2 separate regions of the Mus musculus genome follow, and region 1 is linked to region 2. A link is a contact called in public promoter capture Hi-C data. All regions are on one chromosome and are shown on one strand. The core of a region is the stretch at or near the end of the contact, and the rest is flanking DNA. Distances in the headings are between cores, read along the strand shown.

The links. Capture Hi-C pulls out chosen DNA fragments and counts their contacts.
Region 1: a contact with region 2 is called in a promoter capture Hi-C map of liver. The contact joins the promoter of Scx here to the promoter of Eppk1 in region 2. A contact is called at or near these places in 1 of 115 datasets of contacts at active chromatin or transcription factors (pancreatic cancer cells) and 4 of 9 other capture datasets (adipose tissue, liver, macrophages and 1 more).

The regions. Positions count from the first base shown.
Region 1 is chr15:76,455,752-76,459,000 of GRCm38.p6, forward strand. Scx (scleraxis) reads left to right here and starts at 1,687. Exons shown (of 2, transcript NM_198885.3): 1 at 1,687-2,435. The coding sequence starts at 1,851. It overlaps Bop1 (block of proliferation 1), which reads right to left. Exons shown (of 16, transcript NM_013481.2): 4 at 121-275; 5 at 1-48.
Region 2 is chr15:76,118,385-76,121,620 of GRCm38.p6, forward strand. It overlaps Eppk1 (epiplakin 1), which reads right to left and starts at 1,811. Exons shown (of 3, transcript NM_144848.2): 1 at 725-1,811. BC024139 (cDNA sequence BC024139) reads right to left here. Exons shown (of 16, transcript NM_001142968.1): 10 at 3,222-3,236; 11 at 3,040-3,142; 12 at 2,486-2,779; 13 at 2,075-2,299; 14 at 1,870-1,954; 15 at 1,619-1,752; 16 at 1,133-1,445. The coding sequence ends at 1,362. Gm52196 (a long non-coding RNA gene) reads left to right here. Exons shown (of 3, transcript XR_003951574.1): 2 at 188-312; 3 at 393-764.

The DNA of each region.
Region 1 (3,249 bases), core at 437-2,936, 340 kb after region 2:
TCAGTTAGCCGCAGATCACGCCCTGTCATCTTGTCTTGCACAGTGCGCCTGAGGGAAAGCCAGTCAGGGCCATACTCCAGGCTTGAGGGACCACAGGTCCCGACCCAAGGTCCAACTCACCAGAAATCTGGGTCATCCATTTTGTCCAGAAACTGGTCGAGCTCATCTCGTGTCCGCAGGGGCTTGTAGATACGTTTGCCATCCAGGTCATAACCCACATGTGGGAATTCATCGTACCATGCCAGGGGCACATTGCCCACAGTGTTCCGAATGTCCTGTAGCATAGTCACCACGTCAGCACCTGTCCCTGCCATGCTTGATCCTCTTCAAACCACCCAAGGGCAGAAGAGCCACTCAAGATCAGCCTCAAGTGCCCAGAAGCCAAGTGACCCAAAATCCGCCCTAGCCTTGGCCCCGATGTCTGACGTGGCGCGGCAGGGGTGCTATGCCCCTCCCCCAAGCCCTCGGAGGCGCCTGAGCTTTACCTTCACATTTTCCACTGAAGTGATGCCAACCCTAGCCTCCCCCCTCACTGGATTCCTTGGCCAAGGCTCTGGGCAGCCACAGACAGGGATGACCTCATCGCCTATGGGCTCCCTCCCCTGGCAAAAGCCTTAGGTACAAGTGGGTAGTTTACAAGGCAGGAACCATGGGAAGACCCCACCCCAACCTCAGGGAGACAAACCTGTTCTGCTCGGCAGGTGGTCAAGGACCCCCTTCCAGCACCACTGATCCTCCCCCTCCCATTTCAGTGGGCAGAGCAGCCACATTCCTGGACACACATTCCTGGTTTCAGCCCCTGCCAGCCACCACCACCCTCACTCCTCCCAGCCTGGGGACTGCTGCCCAGGCGGCCACTTCCTGCAACAGTAGCCACAGGGAGGAGGGGCCCAGACATAACTAGCACAGATGAGTGCCAGCAGCCCCTCAGCAAGACCCCTTGGGCCTCGTCCCACTGCACCTGTCCACACCAGCCCAGAAATGCCCCATGCTCTTGCTGTACGCTCTCCACCTTGAGGGCCACTTCCGAACTGGAGGGATGGAGAGGTGCCGATCTTAGCTCTTATCCACGTGTGCACTGGCTTTGAGAAGCCCCATGAAGCATACAGCAAGGATGGGGGTGGGGCCCCCAAGCAGGATGGGTCAAAGGGGTAAGATCTGGCACAAGGCACAGGCCATGGAGTCAAGTCATGCCAACCACACACACCCATTTCTAGACTGCTACTGCTGGAGTCACCCCCATGAGTGCACACACACACACACTCTCTCTCTCTCTCTCTCTCTCTCACATACACACACACACACACACACACACACACACACACACACACACACACACGGCCTGGCACAAAAGACCCAAGTGCACATGGAAGGAGAGTCAGACAGGGTGTGGCCAGGCACTCAGGGCCAGGGCAGCTGGGTGAACTTAGGCATGCCAGGAGAGAAAGCCTCTTGATTCTTGATTTATTCTCTTCTGCCCTGTAGAATGGGTGGGATGGGCACCATTGTCTTGGGGCACTAGTAGCACCCCAGAAACGCTCCAACCAGAAAGATGCTCGGGGGCCCTCTAGGCACGGCTATTAAAAGGGAAAAGGTGCACGCACGAGCTCTGAGTAAACTCCTCCAGGCCAGAAAGGGAGGCGGAGGCCAGGCGCGGGGGAGGAGCTGACTGCTATAAAGGCACTGCTCGGCTGGCGGCCCCACTCCAGTCCGAACACATGTGCCCGCCTCACCCGGCAGCCGCCACCGCGGGGCGCAGCGGAGACCCCTGGCCCGGCGGCCTGTGGGGACCTAAAGAGGCGGCATGAGCAGCGCACGGTGGAGCTGACGCCGCGCCCCCTGCCCGGCCCATGTCCTTCGCCATGCTGCGTTCAGCGCCGCCGCCGGGTCGCTACCTGTACCCTGAGGTGAGCCCGCTGTCGGAGGATGAGGACCGCGGAAGCGAGAGCTCGGGCTCCGACGAGAAACCCTGCCGTGTGCATGCTGCGCGCTGTGGCCTCCAGGGCGCCCGGCGGCGGGCAGGAGGACGGAGGGCCGCGGGTAGCGGGCCAGGACCCGGGGGGCGGCCAGGCCGCGAGCCCCGGCAGCGGCACACAGCGAATGCGCGCGAGCGGGACCGCACCAACAGCGTGAACACGGCCTTCACTGCGCTGCGCACACTCATCCCCACCGAGCCAGCGGACCGCAAGCTCTCCAAGATTGAGACGCTGCGCCTGGCCTCCAGCTACATTTCTCACCTGGGCAATGTGCTGCTGGTGGGTGAGGCCTGTGGCGACGGGCAACCATGCCACTCGGGACCCGCTTTCTTCCACAGCGGTCGTGCGGGCAGCCCACTGCCACCGCCGCCGCCGCCACCACCACTGGCCAGAGACGGCGGCGAGAACACCCAGCCCAAACAGATCTGCACCTTCTGCCTCAGCAACCAGAGAAAGTTGGTGAGCAGGGCTGGGAGCACCGAGGGGCCCCGATGTACTCACCAGCCCACACCTGCCAGGCAGAGAGGTGCAGGGCAGGGGCAGCATTCCCTAGCATCTACACCTGCCAACAAAGCTGTGCCCAAAGGAGGGAAGGGCACAGAGGAGCCATACCTTGGGACACAGACTCCCATTGGTAGTGGTCATAGGGACCTGCAAATACAGGATCAAGAAGTAATGCTGAGATGGGCCACCCAGAAGTTCCGGGAGGGAGGGCAGGCAGCAGGAACCTGGCAGGGCAGAGGGGCCTTACTTTCAGGCTCGTTTCCCATCAAGTTGAGAAGTGAAAGGAGGTGAATTCAAGAAGTAAGAAGTATATCTATACGCTTCCATCCAGAGGGGAACAATGTGAAACAGTGAGGCAGTCAAAGGGATGCCCCCACTAGGCTGATGTGCCACTACCCCTCCGCCCCCGCAGCCCACCTCCACCCCAAGGCTTATGGGCACCTGCTGCCTCTCCCCTGGTCTACTGAGACCTGCAGTAGAGGGGCTAGGGGAGAAGGCTGAACTGAGAGATGCTGGCCAGCCATGATTTACTGCTCTGGCCGCACTTGGTGGCACCGGAAAAGCAGGGTGAGCAGGGAAAAAATACAACGGCTTTCCCCAATCCCCATTTCCTCTCCAGACAGCACGCGCAAGCTCCTGGGGCCTGAACATCTGGGAAATTTAATTTTACAGTTTCGGCTCTGCAGCAGTATACTCCCCTCCCCAAAATGCACTGTGGGGGTGGCAGGAGCCCGGGATGGGGTGCCCTAGCACAGGCAGTGCCCCCAAC
Region 2 (3,236 bases), core at 561-3,060:
GATGAAGCTCTCCCTGTCTCCCTTGAAGCCCACCACAGGATTCCCTAGGTGCCAAGAGGAAAGAGAGTCAGGACTTCTGGGGTATCGAACACCCTTTGTCACCACACTGAAGGGTGGGTCCCTCACCCCAGGCAGGGACAAGGATGGGCACAAGGGTCCGCTACAACTGTTGCTTGCTCTGTGCTAGATCAGAACAGAACTGGGAAGCCAGGCACATGGAGCCCAGCGCACATGGAGACTGAAAATCTGGCCTTTGCCCCCACTGAAACCAGCATCAAGAAGGGCCCCAGGAGTCAGTGACCTCGTGCCAAGGTTGGCATGATAAGCAAGTGGGGGTAGGGACGCAGCCCTGCCCCCCGACCCTCCCCCCACCCCGTCCTCTTCTTCCCAAGGATCTTGATACCACCCAAGGGCTATATCCCTATGGCTGCTCACCCTAGATGGACAAGGATTACAGCACCTGCAGGGCCAAACAGCACACCACACATCTGCTAGAAACCAACCCACACCCTCGCGAGACCGCACAGCAGCCTGGCAGGGTCCTCAGTTTCCCGAACGATCCCAAGACTCAGGGGCCTCCCACCTCCCATCTGAGCTCAGATGACCCAGGTAAATGGGGCCCAGAACGGTCCCGCAGCCCCTCACTAAGTCCGCCTGGGGCCGCTGGCCTCTGGTTCCCACAGCTTTTCAGTTTCGGTTCTCCAAACTGCCCTCATTTCCTCACCTGTCGTGACAAGGCTGGCGCGGTCCTCTGTCTCTCCGCTCCCTCCACGCCGGGAGCCCCGCGCCACAAGCATTTAAATCGGCATGGCCCCTCCCTATGTTGACCCAAGTCCCTTCCCCATTGAGGGCGGTAGGCGGGGCTGAAAGCCAGGTTGGGCACCCCACAGGACAGGTGGAGTGGGCAGGTGAACACAAACTAAAGCATGGGGCAGGGCTACCTCTGAGCAACTCAAGCTGGGAGAGGCTGTTGAGTTGCAAAGTCCCTCCTTTCCTCCCTCCCTCCCTCCCTCCCTACTACAAGTCATTGAAAAAGAATGCGGGCCTGCTCTGGGTTGGGAGTGGAGAGCAACATGGGCTCTGTGGCTTTTGAATGAAGTTTGCAAGGGAAATGAAGACCCACCAAAGAGAGTTTCAGTTCCCCAAACTCCTCTTTATTGCTGAGAGTGAGAGACATGCCGGGACAGTGGCGGTGCACGCCTTTAATCCCAGCACCTGGGAGGCAGAGGCAGGCAGATTTCTGAGTTCGAGGCCAGCCTGGTGAGAGACCCAACCCCACTCTGTGTGCTCCAAGCTCCTGCTCAGTCCCTGAGCATGCTCTGCCACGGTTTCCTGTCCCTATCTTCTGGATCTTGGAGTCTTCACAGCTCCTCAGTGGACTGCTCTGAGGTTTTGACCTTGTAGGAGCTGGAGTCTCTGCGGTCTTTGACAATTGGCAGCCCTGTCTGCAAGGGGTGGCCAGGCTTCATCTCACCATTCAGCTCCCTGACATTTCCCACCCCCCTGGGGCTCAAATAAGTTCCTCAGTCCATCTGAAGGACCCAGCATCAGGAGAACCTAGCATCAGGAGGACCTAGCATCAGGAGGACCTAGCTCTGAAGCCCATCCCAGCTCTCACCTTCAGAGACAGGGGTCTGTTAGTGCCCATTTGGTTGGAGGTCCAGAGCCTCAGGGTGATGACCTCAGGGGCTGGCACACTAGGAGTCCAGCACAGGAACCTTTCGTGGATCTTCTGGCTGGTTCTCCCCTTTGCTGCTCAGAGATCCCATGTCGCTAGGCCAAAGCAGATGGCACACCTCTCCTGCCCATCCACCACCACCACCACCACACCCTGATGACTTACATGTCCTGTCCTACCCCAGCTCTCACCTCTGACTGGGTCATTTTTGACCAGAAATTCATCCAAAGCTGCCCAACCACCTCCAACACGAACCATCATGGCTCCTCGAGCTGCCTATGGAGCCAGAGGTGGGGGGAGTGGGGTTATGACACCAAGCCTTCAATACAGGGGTTGGGGCAGTTCCTGGGGCTCTGTCCTCCCCACCGTTACAGGCCCACACTCACACCTGCTTACCAAGGCTCCCTGGACCTTGGGCCTGCCTCTGGCCCCTGATGCACTTGACCCTTCTGGGTTTCTTGCTCTGACCACGCTATTGGGCTGTTTCTGGCCACTGGAGAGCCCTGGCTTGAATGTGATGGAGACCTTGTGGAGAGGCCCACGTCTCCCCCAGTTATAGCTAGGCCAGCCTTGTCCCACGCTGTCCTGCTCCTCAGTTGACAGGAAGCTATCTGCAGGATCCTACTGGGAAATGTTTCAATGCTGCCTGTGGCTTCGGGTACAAAGCACACCCCAGACCACTTTATTTTATGACCAAGTCAATACAGATAGTGTCTTTACAAGACCCTGGTGTATGTTGGCTCCTTGCTGGGAGGTAAGACCAAGTCCTTTTCATGTGCCCAGATCTATGGATCTATCTGCCCTTACCTGTACCTGGTGGCCCTGTTCCAGCCGTTCCCACTGGTCCCTTTTGTCCTCGCTCCTCTTGCTATGCTCTGGCTTCCTAAGACTCCAGTTCTCCATGACCTCTGACCACCATGGCCTCCAGCTCAGTTCTTTTGGAATCTTCCCCAGGAGGCAAGCCTTAGCTCTACTCGCCAGATCCCCAGGCGGCTCCTGGTCAAGACTCATCAAAGCCAGTATCTCCCTTGGGGCTCGAGTCCAGTACTTTGGGGTGAGGGCCGGAGGCATCTCCTCTAACAAGCTGTGGGCTTGTACCACCTATGCATTAGGGGGAAATGTTAGGGAACTTGGAGGACCCCATGCCAAAATTGCCCACCACTTCACCACCTCTCTTGAGCCAACGTCCTCATCCCCCAGAGCCTCTTAGAAGTTCTGCCCAGCACTTTAGGCCTTCCAGCACCTCCAAATGGTCTTACAGAGGGTGTGGCTCAAGGACAGATGTGTCCAGTATCAATAGGCTAACCCTGGATTGCTACACAGTTACAGTACAGGCCAGAGCCTCTGGCCACTGGTCCCACCTTGATCCCCAAGGGTTCCGCTTGGCTCAGTCTATGGGGGCACAAGACCAACTTCTCTACAAGGTGGCCCACAAGCAGCAGCACCCCTTCCAGGGTGTGTATCCTGGAGAAGAGATGAACAGCCATGAGCAGGGTAGAGGGCCAGTGTGAGTGGGGTGGGAGCAGCTGGTGAGCAGGCTCACCTCTCGCAGGAGGGG